Linked DNA regions of Mus musculus: regions 1 and 2 are each linked to region 3. The links are chromatin contacts, called in public HiChIP or PLAC-seq and promoter capture Hi-C maps. All regions are on one chromosome and are shown on one strand. Each heading gives the region's core, a stretch centred on a gene start, on an enhancer-like site or on the middle of the called end of the contact. The rest is flanking DNA. Distances are from core to core; before and after follow the strand shown.

Evidence for each region. Promoter capture Hi-C pulls out the DNA fragments that hold promoters and counts their contacts. HiChIP or PLAC-seq counts read pairs in DNA pulled down with a chosen protein or histone mark.
Region 1: a contact with region 3 is called in a promoter capture Hi-C map of erythroid cells, with 23 times the contacts expected there. The contact joins the promoter of Arpp19 here to the promoter of Rsl24d1 in region 3. A contact is called at or near these places in 4 of 39 promoter capture datasets (cranial neural crest, erythroid cells, hippocampal neurons and 1 more) and 3 of 115 datasets of contacts at active chromatin or transcription factors (astrocytes, embryonic forebrain and large pre-B cells).
Region 2: an H3K27ac HiChIP or PLAC-seq map of embryonic stem cells shows a contact between it and region 3, with 6 times the contacts expected there. The contact joins the promoter of Onecut1 here to the promoter of Rsl24d1 in region 3. A contact is called at or near these places in 3 of 39 promoter capture datasets (cranial neural crest, hippocampal neurons and liver), 1 of 484 Hi-C or Micro-C datasets (embryonic stem cells) and 4 of 115 datasets of contacts at active chromatin or transcription factors (embryonic forebrain, embryonic limb bud, embryonic stem cells and 1 more).

Annotation. Positions count from the first base shown.
Region 1 is chr9:75,035,422-75,039,609 of GRCm38.p6, reverse strand. It overlaps Arpp19 (cAMP-regulated phosphoprotein 19), which reads right to left and starts at 1,878. Exons shown (of 3, transcript NM_021548.4): 1 at 1,649-1,878. The coding sequence starts at 1,693. Gm51714 (a long non-coding RNA gene) reads left to right here. Exons shown (of 2, transcript XR_003948357.1): 1 at 1-1,043; 2 at 1,143-2,366.
Region 2 is chr9:74,860,232-74,864,572 of GRCm38.p6, reverse strand. Onecut1 (one cut domain, family member 1) reads right to left here and starts at 2,652. Exons shown (of 2, transcript NM_008262.3): 1 at 1,172-2,652. The coding sequence starts at 2,276. Gm33562 (a long non-coding RNA gene) reads left to right here and starts at 1,437. Exons shown (of 4, transcript XR_870924.1): 1 at 1,437-1,511.
Region 3 is chr9:73,111,777-73,115,538 of GRCm38.p6, reverse strand. Rsl24d1 (ribosomal L24 domain containing 1) reads right to left here and starts at 2,070. Exons shown (of 6, transcript NM_198609.2): 1 at 1,956-2,070; 2 at 538-651. The coding sequence starts at 2,036.

The DNA of each region.
Region 1 (4,188 bases), core at 629-3,128, 1.9 Mb before region 3:
ACCTGGTGTCTGCGCCTAGAGGATCCCAAATTCAAAGCCTGGCTGGACTACAAAGTGAGTTCAAGTTGCCTGGGCAACTTAGTGAAATCATTTCAAAGCTGAAATCAGGAAGGTGAGGGCCAGCATGGTTATAGATCAATAGTTTCAGGGCTATCCTCTCTAGGTAACCGAGCTACACCAGCCCCAGTCTCAAAAAGACAAAAGAGGGGCTGGGCATAGTCAGTCAGAAAGTGTTTGCTTGCACACACATAATTCTCCCTCTCATGCTGTTTCACAAAAATGGGGGGAGCGGGAACCCCAGGAATAGAGCTCAGTGTCCCAGAGGTCCTACTACAGAAGGAAGGAAGGAAGGAAAGGAAGGAAGGAAGGAAGGAAGGAAGGGAGGAAGGAGGGAGAGAGGAAGGGAGGGAAGAAAGGATAAATCCTTCGTTTTGCAAAGTATAATATGACACAACATTATAACTGCCTACTGTTTTTATTATCCTTGTTTTCCTTCTTTTCGCCAGTTAACTTACAATTACTATCAGAAGAGAACTATGACAATGGAAGAAATAATAAAGGGTAAGTTGACATGATTAGAATATATGGAATGAGCAAAACCCACTAATCTACAGTGCAACATTAGTATAAGGATTACGTTTAAACATTAGACCAAATTCCATATACAGTAAAGCAGTTTGGTATTAATTATCAATCAATTAATAAATTTTGAGACAGGATTTCATTATGTACTTCCAGCTGGCCTGGGACTCACAAAATTCCTCTAGCTTCTGCCTGAGTACTGGGATTAAAGGCCCAATTTGGGATTTTTTGTTTGTTTTTAAAGAAAAATTGTTGGGAACTCATGACTTTTCTCCTTTGTTAGCTAACTGACTCCATGTACCCTGGAAGTCAAAGCATCATAATAATTACGACGGAATGGGCAGGCACTACATAAGCATACAGGCCTCAAACTCGTAGGTGTGCTGCTAGCACATTTCCCTTCAACAGAGACATACAAATGAGCTGACAAATATATCCCCATGATTCGAGAAATATCTAAGGTAGTGAAATTTCCTAAAGCTCCAATTCTCGATTTTTAGTCAAGTGCCACATGCAAAGCCCATCAGCTAGCTTTTTTTTTTTTTTTTTTTTTTGAGCAGAAGTTGTGCTGGGTTTTTCGTTTGGGCCTCACAGCCGTCGCGGGACGTAGGTACTATTACCGGGACTTTACCGATAAGAAGACTGAAGCCCAAAGGGTTCAGGAAAGAGATCACGAGGCCACACAACTCACAACCCTAATAACCGAGCCCTGCATCGCTGCCTGAATGGAGACACCACCTTAAAGAGTTCCCTGCAAGCTCACAAGTGGCCCGAGCGCTTCCGGAGGGACAACGTCCTGAGCAAATCAAAGCCCACTACAGAACCTGGGTCCCTAACATGGGCCGGAGTCCTAGCTGCCTGGTACACTTGGGTGCTACACCGAGGCTCGGGAGCGGATCGGTTCCTTTCCACTCGCCAGGGCCCTCCCCGGTTGCGGGAGGAGCCGTCGGCGGAGGGCTCCAGGCCGCCCTCGCTCCCGCGGGCCCGCCAGCCAAGGTTCCCGCCACACCAGGTCCCGCGGATCCCGCGGGTCTCGAGGGTTCCCCGGGTCCTCCGGCACACTCACCTTTTGCTCCTCCGCAGACGCTGCCTCGGGGACTTCCGCGGACATGGTGCTCCTTCTGCAGAAGAGACGCCGGGAGAAGACAGATTACCGGGAGGCAAGACCGCCCGCCACCTTCTGCCTGCCCCGCTGCCCGCCGGGCCGGCGGCTACCGCCGCCTTGTGACGACACGGGCCCCGGGCTCCCGCCCGCCGTAGCTCCCGCAGCCCAGGCCCGCCAGGCTCCCGCGCCGCGCCCTTACCTACCTATCCCCGCGCCTCCGGCCCTGCGACGCCCGAGCACTTCCTCTTTCCCTCAAAGGTTGCGGCTCGCGCCTCACCTCACTTCCGTCCATGGGCGCACAGTGCTTCCTGGGAATTGTAGTTGGTCTGTGGCGCTGTGTTCCCCCTCCCCTCCACTTCCCCCGCCTTTCCAGACAACCCTGACCTCCTATTTAGTCCTCTGCTTGCTTGGCAGTACCTCTGCTTCAGTTTAACCCCATCCATCTTTACTTCCTCTGTTCTCTAACCTTGCCTCAGCGCCACCTTTTCTTCTTAGATCAACCTCTTCAAGCTACCACTGCTCCGGAGAGTTCTACAACAAGCACAGCACCATTACACAGGAATTGTGATTACTTTAGTAATGTCACCATTCCTCTTCATGTTAGCCACAGCAGGGAAGAAGTCAATATTTTACTCCCAGACCTTGATATTTCCCATGCAATAAATCACTGATAAATCAATTCAGCTTCCATTCCTTGCTCTCCCACGGCAGTCAGCTCAAAACATTGATTTTCAAAGCAATGATTTTCTTAACTGTCAAGTCCGTAGCTTCATATTTATTCGTCATTCTACTAAGCATCTTATAGCTGCTGGCACATTTGGTTCCAAGGAAATGTCCCTTAGAAATCTGGGGCTAAGGCAGACTTATATAGTTAACTAGTAAGAATCAGAAGGCAATGCAAGCAGTTCTGGAAGACAGGAGAACAATCAAAACCTCAGAGTCATTGGATATGGAATGTGGAAGACATCAAAATCAAAGCTGAGCCCTCTGGCATAGGACTGTAATCCCAGCTGTCTGGGAGGCTGAAGCGGAAGTGTGGCAAGTTTATGTATGCTTAGGTTATAGAGTAAATCAAAGGCCACCCTGGGGGATTTAGTGAGGCCCTGGCACAGTGGTAGAGAGTTTGCTTAGCACGGGCAAGTCCCTGCATTCAATCTCTCTCTCTCTCTCTCTCTCTCTCTCTCTCTCTCTCTCTCTCTCTCTCTCTCACACACACACACACAGAGAGAGAGAGAGAGAGAGAGAGAGAGAGCTTGGAAGTTGGCTCAGTAGCAGATGGATGGGTTGCCTGGAATGACTGTCCCTGCGTTTGACTCCAAGCAGCAGATTAAACAAGTATAGTGGTGCAATGCTTGAAGTCCTAGGACTGGGGAGGTAGAGGCAGAAGGATCAAGAAGTTCAAAGTTATCCTCAGCTTGAGTTTGAGGCTAGCCTGGGCTATGTGAGGCCCCGTGTCAAAAGTAAACTAAAACAAGACAACAACAATAACAATTACAAAGGCCAAGCAAACCCAAAACCCCAGCATGTGCAGAATTTCAGACAGGAAGTCTTGACTGATACTTCAGTTTGAAAAACAAAACGATTAAGAGTTCTTGTTGGAGAAGGAAGGAAAGGGTTAACCAGCCAAGTAACAATTTAAGATAAAAGGGTTTAAGAGGCTAACTCTTGGACAAAGATATCCCTTGAGAATGGCTCAGTTTGTCCCCAAATCAACTGTAGTTCCAGGACTTTGCAACCTGTAATCCCGGAACTTTCCAAGTGGAGAGAGGGAGAGAGGAACTTCAGTTCAAGGCCAGTTTCAGCTAGGTATGAATTCAAGCCCAGCCTAAACTACATGAAGGCGAGTCGCCAAAACCAAAACTCAACAACAACAGCAGCAGCATATTTGTTACCATTCTATACTGACAAATTAACCTTCTGTGCTTCCCTACAACTCTGCTGTATGGGGGTGGGGAGAGAGGGAATCAAAGTATTTTTTTTTCTAGCTGTTCTAGAACTCACAGAAATCTGCCTGCCTGCATGTGTCACTGTTCCTGGCTCTTTTGTTCCAGACAGGGTCTCACTCTGGCCTCAGTCACAGCAAACCTCCTGCTTTAGCCTCTCAGTGTTTTTCACTTGAGTAGACCTGTATAGAGAAGGAGACTGTACTAGTCAGGCTAGTGGACACAGCTAACTAATATTTTTATTAATAAAATACTATACATTATATGAATATGAGTAAATTTGGGGTTAAAATGTAACAAGGGACACAGGAGAAATGTATGTGTAAAGAAATCTGTTCCTGGGCTGGAGAGATGGCTCAGCAGCTAAGAACATTGACTGCTCTTCCAAAGGTCCTTGAGTTCAATTCTCAGCAACCACATGATAACTCACCACCATCTGTAATGGGATCCGATGCCCTCTTCTGGTGTGTCTGTAGACAGCAACAATGTACTCACATCAAATAAATAAATCTTTTTAAAAAAGAAATCTGTTCCTAAAATGAATAAAAATATCTATAT
Region 2 (4,341 bases), core at 1,403-3,902, 1.7 Mb before region 3:
CTCATTCCAGCGTTTACCTTTCTCTTCACCAAGACTCAGACCTGGGCGCAAGGCTCAGATGAGGCTGTGTGTGTGTGTGTGTGTGTGTGTGTGTGTGTGTGTGTGGCTTGGGGATGGGGGGTTGGGGGTGGGAGGACAAGGATACTGGAGTCAATCAACGCAACAACCTCCGCCCAGGTCTATGAACACAGTCCGCCCCTAGGCTGCCCTTTTCTCGCGTCTTCAAGGGTCGCCGAGTGTGCCTGGATCCCTGATGCAGTTCCAGCTGAGCTCAGCTGTCCACTAGGTCTCTTGGCCCACTACAGGAGCCAGGCCTGGTGCCTGCACTTGGCAGCTGAGACTTTCAGTGTCGTCCCCCGCCCCCCTCCCCCAATCAAACAGCCTGCTAGGAATTTTGAACTGGGTGACAGGCTTGCTGATTCGAAAGACATTTACACATTCCCACCCAGTAGCAGCACAGAGACTTAGATGGGAAAAAAAAAAAAGCATGACGACGACGCAAAAGCTAGTTGTCAGCCCAGGCTCAACCGGGAGTTTCCTGGGGGATCTGGTCACTGTCCGCCTCTGTCCCCTTCCTTTCCACAGCTGGTTATATACTCAGCGATGTGTGATAACCCCTCCAAAGCAGCCCGCCATGCACTGATCGCCTGCAGGTTTGGAATCTGTGTGCACACCCTATTGAAGTGCGGACCCCCTTGCGCGTGGCGCCAATAAAATCGGCCAAGAGCGGGTCGCCGCAGCCAGCTCAGCCAATATTGACTGGCAGCTTGAACAGCGCCTGGCCCGCGCGGGGTATGTGCCTTGAGCAACGGGTGCTAGTTCTTGGTATGCTTCGTCCCTTCCTAAACCCTCTTGTGTTCCGCTGAGATTCCGCCAGGTTCCAAGAGTCTCTCTGCCCGCGGCTCAAAACCTTGCAGCTCTGTCCCCGAGCACAAACGCAACCCCGAAGTCGCGGAGGCCACCTTGTTCGGTCTTCGAAGCCTCCCTTAGCCCAATGCGCTGAGCCCTTGGAGAAGGAGGAGGAGGAGGTTGACTCCCTGAGCTGGCTCTTCCAGGTCTAGGGACACCTCTCTTGAAGAAAGGGGAGGCGGAGCGGGACGAAGCGCGCCCAGCCTTTCTCATTCCCTCCCACCGTCAGTCCCTTATCTCGCCCACGCGCCCAGCGCCTCACCTGCTAAGCGGAGCGCCGACATGCGCTGGAACTCCGGCTCCTGCAGCCACTTCCACATCCTCCGGAAGGTCTCCCGACCCGACTTGAGTTTGCTCCAGGGCTTGGGGTTTCGCAGCAGGTCCGAAAGGGTCCCCTGGGAACGGCAGAGCACCCTCTGCGCGAAGATGGCCTGTGGGATGCTGTAACGTTTGAGCTCGGTGGTGATACGCTGCGCCACCTCTTTGGTATTGATCTCTTCCATCTGCCCTGAATTACTTCCATTGCTGACCTGCGCGCCGGTCACCGAAGGGTTGGGCTCTCGGGCTGTGCCCAGGAGCTGTCCGTGGCCCTGGGCATTCAGGTGGGCATGAGGATGGTGCGGAGGAAGGCCGTTGATGGGTACCATGCCGGCCGAGGTGGGCGTGAGGTGCTGCTCCCCGTGGCGACCGAGCATGGCAGGGTGGTGGGCTTCAAAGCCATTTGGGGTGAGCATCTTGTCGGTGGGCATAGCCGCGCCGGGATGAGCATAGTGGGGAAGTCCTTGCTGGGAGTTGTGAATGCTGCCCAGACCGGAGCCAGAGAGGGGCGAGAGGCTCTGGCCCATGCCAGCCACGTCCTTGTGGTAGGGGGTATAGAGGTTATTCATAGAGGCCAGCCCGCGCTCATCCCGCATAAGTGTGAAACTACCGCTCACGTTGCCCGCCAGGCGCTGGTGGTGGTGTGGGTGGTGGTGGTGATGGTGGTGGTGATGATGGTGAGGGAACTTGTCGGACACGGTGGAGATGGGCGGCAGCGGCTGCAGAGGGGTTAAGGTAGTGTAGGTGGTGGGCATGCTCATACCTGGGGGAGTTTCACAGGCCATGGTCATGGTGGGGTGCAGGGGGCCAGCCAAGCTGTGCTCAGGGGCGCGGTGGTGGTGGTGGTAATCGCTGCCTCCGCTGCCGCCGTCCAGCAGGGACGCCATGCCCATGGAACGCGGGTGCGCGGGAGGCAGGTGGCTGCCGCGGTGTCCCACGGAGCTGCGCGCGTGAGGGCTGCCGCCCAGCAGGTCAGCAGGGGCGGGCACCGGCTCATGGCTCACCCCGTGCAGCTCGCCGATCGCCTCCATGGTCAGCTGTGCGTTCATCGTGATGCGGGCGAGCGGGCTGCAACATCGATGTGGCCGGGCAGAGGCGGCGAGGGGCGCAAGGAGTCCAGTCTTCACATCGGCTGCCTGCGACTGTGGCCTTTCTTCCTCTCACTGTGGGGATCTGTGTCTCTCGCTCTCTCTGTGTGTGTCTTGCCTTCTCTCTTGCTCCCACCTTCCCCTCTGTCTTTTTTTTTTCTTTTAATATTAATTTCCAAAAAGGACCCGTGCTGTTGGGAGAGCGCGGTACCCCTAGCCCACCCAGCCCGGCCCCCTCTCGCCCCTCTTCTTAGAATCCTGCTGCCCCAGGCTCCCTTGACGCGGCCCGTGCGCCTGCCGCGGCTGCTGCCTGCCTGTGCCGCCCGCCAGCTCGAGCCATGGCTCGGTTACTGTTGCAGACTGTGGCTGCGATTCCGTAGCCGCCGCCGCTGCCGCTGCCCGCCCTCACGCCCGCCGGGCGTAGCGCGCATGCGCGCTTCCAGGCCCCGCCCCCTCGGTCCCAGCGCTCCGTGACGTCCCAGCACAAATGAACCGAGGGGGTGGGGTGGGGGTGGGGGGGACAGAGCTTTCTCAGCGGCGCCGAATGGCCCGGGATCAGTGAGCACGTGCACGGGACGCGCGCAGAGTGCGACCTGGAGCCGCCTCCACAGTCCTCGGAGACTTGCTACCTCCTGGTCTTCCTCACTACCTCCCTCTCTCTTTCCATCCGGACTTTCTTGCCTGGTTTCTGTCACCGTGAGCCAGCTAGGTTTGAGAACCAGAGCCCCTGAGTCTGAGTTGCTAGTTCCCGGTACAGGTTACCGGCGGGGAGTAGAAACTATGTCATGGCCCAAAGCCCACTCGCCCATTGGGCTTTATTCCCTAGAGGATCGCTGGAGACCAACTCATTCACTGTCCTTAAATAGTTGTCCTACGGGGACTTGGGACGTGTATATACCCTGAAGGCCTAGGTCGGGACGCTGTATCCCGAACTGCCATCCATGATCCTCTCAAGTACTCCTCGAACTACCTTTCTCCATCTGAGCCCGGGGCCGAGGAGCACTCAGGAATCTGTGCTCAGTGAGGAGCACTCAGATCGAGGCCACCCCTCACTGTCCCAGACCTCAAAGAAGGTCTGTCACTTTGCTCCCAATTAAGATAGCTCTCCCACTTTGGATAACTCTGCTTGGGGGATACTGAGGGAGACAGGAGAGAGGGCCTGGTTAGCATGGAAGGGGGCGGGGGGGGGGGGACGGAGCTGGTTTTTTAGTTACTCCACAGCCTTTCTAGAAAAGAACCTAGAGGCTTGGAAGAAGTACCCCACGCAGGCAGAGTGCACGCGGCTGAGCCGAGCGGCTTGGACCGCAGGGACGCTTTCCTTTTCCTGGCGTCCCTGCAAGAAGCCTCCAGATTTGAAAATCAATTCAGCTTTGGGCATAATTGTGCCCCTGTCACAGTCACGCTCCAATCCGGAATTGAACCCGGGCCTTCAGCCTGGTGGGGACGCGTGGGGAGGCCCCCAGTGTGGGACACACACCCGGCCGCCACATGCCGCGGCTTTCTTTTATTTACAAAAGAAAGAAAGAAAAAAGTCCGTAACAAAAGGCAGAGCCTTGTCTGCTTAGGTGCTTTTATCCCTTGGAGAAAGGACAGATGTGCCCATTGTCAGGCCCTTGGCAGTTACGGCCGGGTCAGCGCCGAGTCTCAGCCTGGGGCTAGCGGTGCTCACAATAAAGATAGCCTCAGAGCGGGCTTTCAGGGCTCAGCTACTGAACAAAGTGTCTGAGGCCTGCTCTGTGCCAAACACAGAACCCACCGCCTGTGTTTCCTTGTAACGGTTTTCAGAGAGCCTAGGATTGAGTCGTGGTGGTGGGGTCTATAAGAAAATTTTGGTGTGGTCAACCCAGGGTGTGGTAACCTGAAATCTCATCAGTTAAGGTACAAACAGGCTCATCTCTTAACCCAAGTGCCTGCCTCTAACAGCACAAGGCCCACAGTCAAGGTCAGTGGGTACAGAAACACTTCCTAGAAGACTAACTCTGCTGGGTCTCAACATTAGAACAGGATCCATCCTACCCAAATAATT
Region 3 (3,762 bases), core at 821-3,320:
CTACCTCCAGCAAAGAACACCTGCGGCTTCTGTCACCTCCCTCTTCAGACACCAAGTACCCTTACCTCAGCCCTTGGCTTGCCCTAATACCAACACTTCTAGCTTTTGTTCTCCGACAGAGTCCTACCAAGGACACGCAGAAACCAGTACGTGTCTGTTACAAACCACACCTGAGCCCCAGTGCTACTCAGGGGCTCTTCAGCTCATCTCCCAACCTCCACCCAGCCCTGAAAGTCCAAGTTCCCACTTCATCCAACCCATTTACATGATTTTTCTTCTTCTTTGCCAAAGCCAAAAACAGTTTTGGGGAGAAGAGAGAGACACAGACAGGGACAGAGAAAGAGAGACAGAGAAGAAACAAAAGAAAAGAAAAAAGAACAAAAAATAAACAAACCAACTTTTACATACTAGGGTAGCAGTTTTTCACTTTTTAGAAGTCTACAGAACAATGGACTTTAGGATCGTGTGAGTATGAGAAATAAAGAAGCAGGCACACTGCGGGGCCCATGCTCAGGCCAGGCCACCACCCGCACTCACCACCGTGAGCTCCTTGCCAGCTGCTTTCCGGAAGGCTTTAGTCCACCTGACCTTGCGTGGGTTTCTCTTCTTCTTAAAGTTTTTATGACACTTGGATTTGCAGAATCGGAACACCTACAGGACACTCAAGTTAAAATACCGAGGAGCTGAAGAGTCAACAATAAAAATGTTTCTACATGCCCCCCCCGGCCCCCCCCAGCCAACCAAAAAGAAAAAGCAAACAAACAAAAAACTACTGTAAAGCAAAAAAAAAAAAGACACTCACATAAGAACTAAGGACAACACCTAGAATCACATGCGACATCAGAACAGAAGGACACTCAAGTGTTTGATGGGTGTCCGACATCATCTCTACCAGGCTAAGCACCCGGAAACCATCACTAATCACTTTAGAGAATAATACCTTACACTGGCCTTAAGTGAAGGAATAGTCTAAGAAAAAGCTCCTTAAAGACCTTCTCAGCCGGGCGTGGTGGCGCACGCCTTTAATCCCCAGCACTTGGGAGGCAGAGGCAGGCGGATTTCTGAGTTCGAGGCCAGCCTGGTCTACAAAGTGAGTCCCAGGACAGCCAGGGCTATGCAGAGAAACCCTGTCTCGGAAAAAAAAAACAAAAAAAAACAAAAAAACAAAACAAACAAACAAACAAAAAACAACAACAACAACAAAACGCTATCTGGAGCCTGGCAGTGGTGGCGCACGCCTTTAATCCCAGCTCTTGGGAGAGACAAGAGGCAGGCGGATTTCTGAGCCTGGTCTACAGAGTGAGTTCCAGGACAGCCAGAGCTATACAGAAAAACCAAACCCTGTCTCGAAAAACCAAAAATAATTAATAATGCAATTTCTGTGTGTCACTGGAAGCAACATAAAAAGTAAGCCTTTGAGGTTACTGGGCGCTAGCAAAGAAAGCTGAGTATGGTAACTAAAATGTGTGACCCGCTCAGAAACAGAAACCTAAACTAAGAAAGCCTGTGCATGCGGCACAAATCATAATGCTTTTGCTTACATACTTCATTCCGTGAGAACCTTCAAGAAGTGGGATAGTGAAGGCTGCCGAAGTAGCCAGTTAATCCCCCCCAAAGAACCCCCATGCTGTCTTTCTCCTAGCTCATCTCCAGCAACAATGCAAAAGTCTATAAGGCTCAGGCACCATGTCCATTAACCGCTACAGACAACCCCACCTCCCACTGTACGAGAGCATGAGCCTCCTTAAGCATTAATTCGACCGACTTCCTGACCCTGCGGCAAGCCGGGTGGCCTGCGGATGAGATGAGCGTCTGACAGCAACGAGGAGACCTCGCCGGCAGTGAACCGACGCCGGGTCCAGCCCAGGCCACTCCACGGCGTTCAGAACCCGGCGCGAGCAGAGCGCGCTCCAGTCCCCGAGCCGTCCGGAGCGTGCGGGCCACGGCCGCCTCACCTTGCAATCGTTGCGGACGAACATCATGCCGTGCCCCGGGTAGATCGGCCCGGAGCAGAAATAACACTTTTCGATCCTCATGTTGACCCCGCGTGGGACCCACCTTCGGGACGCGGAGCTGGAGAGGAAGTGGTACGTCACTTCCTAGTCGCCGGAAGCGAGTCCCTGACCCGACCCGGAAATGGTATCTTAGAATATGAATGAGCTGAAGGTAAAGGCACCACCTGACCCGCGTGTGCGCAGCAGCAGCAGCAGCAGCAGCAGCAGCAGCAGCAGCAGCAGCAGCAGCAGCGTCCCGCGCAGACGCAGAGGCTATAGACTGCATCTGGGAGTTTGACTTTTTGGTTCTGTGAGATCTACCGTACGGGCGCTTTGGAATTTTTCCCGGTATACTCATTCCATAGCGCTATTGCGGTGCTTGTGCTTTGCCACGGGCACGCTCCCCCACACCGGATTGTACCAAAGTCTGCTTTACTCCAGGCTTGTCTTCCCCAAAGGACTTGGCAGGAGTACACAACTAAAACCTTCCACCCGGGGCTGGTGAGATGGCTCAGTGGGTAAGAGCACCCAACTGCTCTTCTGAAGGTCTGAAGTTCAAATCCCAGCAACACATGGTGGCTCACAACCATCCCTAAAGAGATCTGACTCCCTCTTCTGGAGTGAATGAAGACAACTACAGTGTACTTACATATAATAAAACAAAATAAAATTAAAAAAAAAAAAAAAAACTTCCACCCTGGTCTTAGGAGAGCAACCTACTCAAAGTCAGGACAGCTTGGACGAGTTGGTTCTTTCCTCTCACCATGTGGGTCCAAGGGATGCTTAACTGATTTTGTATTTTGGCAGAGGGTCTCGTTTTGTGTAATCTGGAACTGGCTATGTAAACCAAGCTGGACTCGATCTAATAAGAGATCTCCCTACCTCTGCCTCCTTAGTACTGGGATTAAAGGGGTGTGCTACCAGGTGCTGGAGAGATGGCTCTAGGGTTAAGAGCACTGGTTGTTCTTCCAGAGGACCCAGATTTGATTCCCAGAACTCACATGACAGTTCACAACCATCTGTAACTCCAGTTCCAAGGGATCTGATGCCCTCTTCTGGCCTCCACAGGCACCGGGCATACATACACACAGTACACTGACATATATGTAACCAAACTTCCTACACATATAAAATAAATTTTAAAGGAGAGGGGCTGAAGTGATGAGCACTGCTCTTCCAGAGGACCTGGGTCCAGAGGACTTATAGGCAAAATACCAATGCACGTGAAAATAAAAATAAAATATTTTAAAGGGGAGGGGTGGGAGCTGGAGAGATGGCTCAGCGGTTAAGAGCACTGATTGCTCTTCCAAAGATCTGAGTTCAAGTCCCAGCAACCACATGGTGGCTCACAACCATCCCTAATGAGATCTGACACTCTCTTCTGGTGTGTCTGAAGACAGCTACAGTGTACTTACATATAATAATAATAAATAAATCTTTTTTTAAAAAAGGAGTGTACTACCATGCCTTGCTATTTTTTAAATCGTATTATTTTATGTGTTTTACTTGTTTAGTATGTGCACATTGTGTGTGCTGTGCCAGCCAATGTCAGAAGAGGGCATAGGATCCCGGGAACTGGAGATAGAGATAGGTGCGAGTCTCCATGTGGACCCTGGGACTGAACCCAAGTCCTCTGGAAGAGCAGCCAGTGCTCTTAGCCTCTGAGTCATCTCTCCAGTGCCTCGTTCTGTTTTTGAGGTCTCCGTCTCAATATACAGCACAGGGTTCCCTAGAAATCATGATCTGTGCTGATACTGTAGAGGTGTGC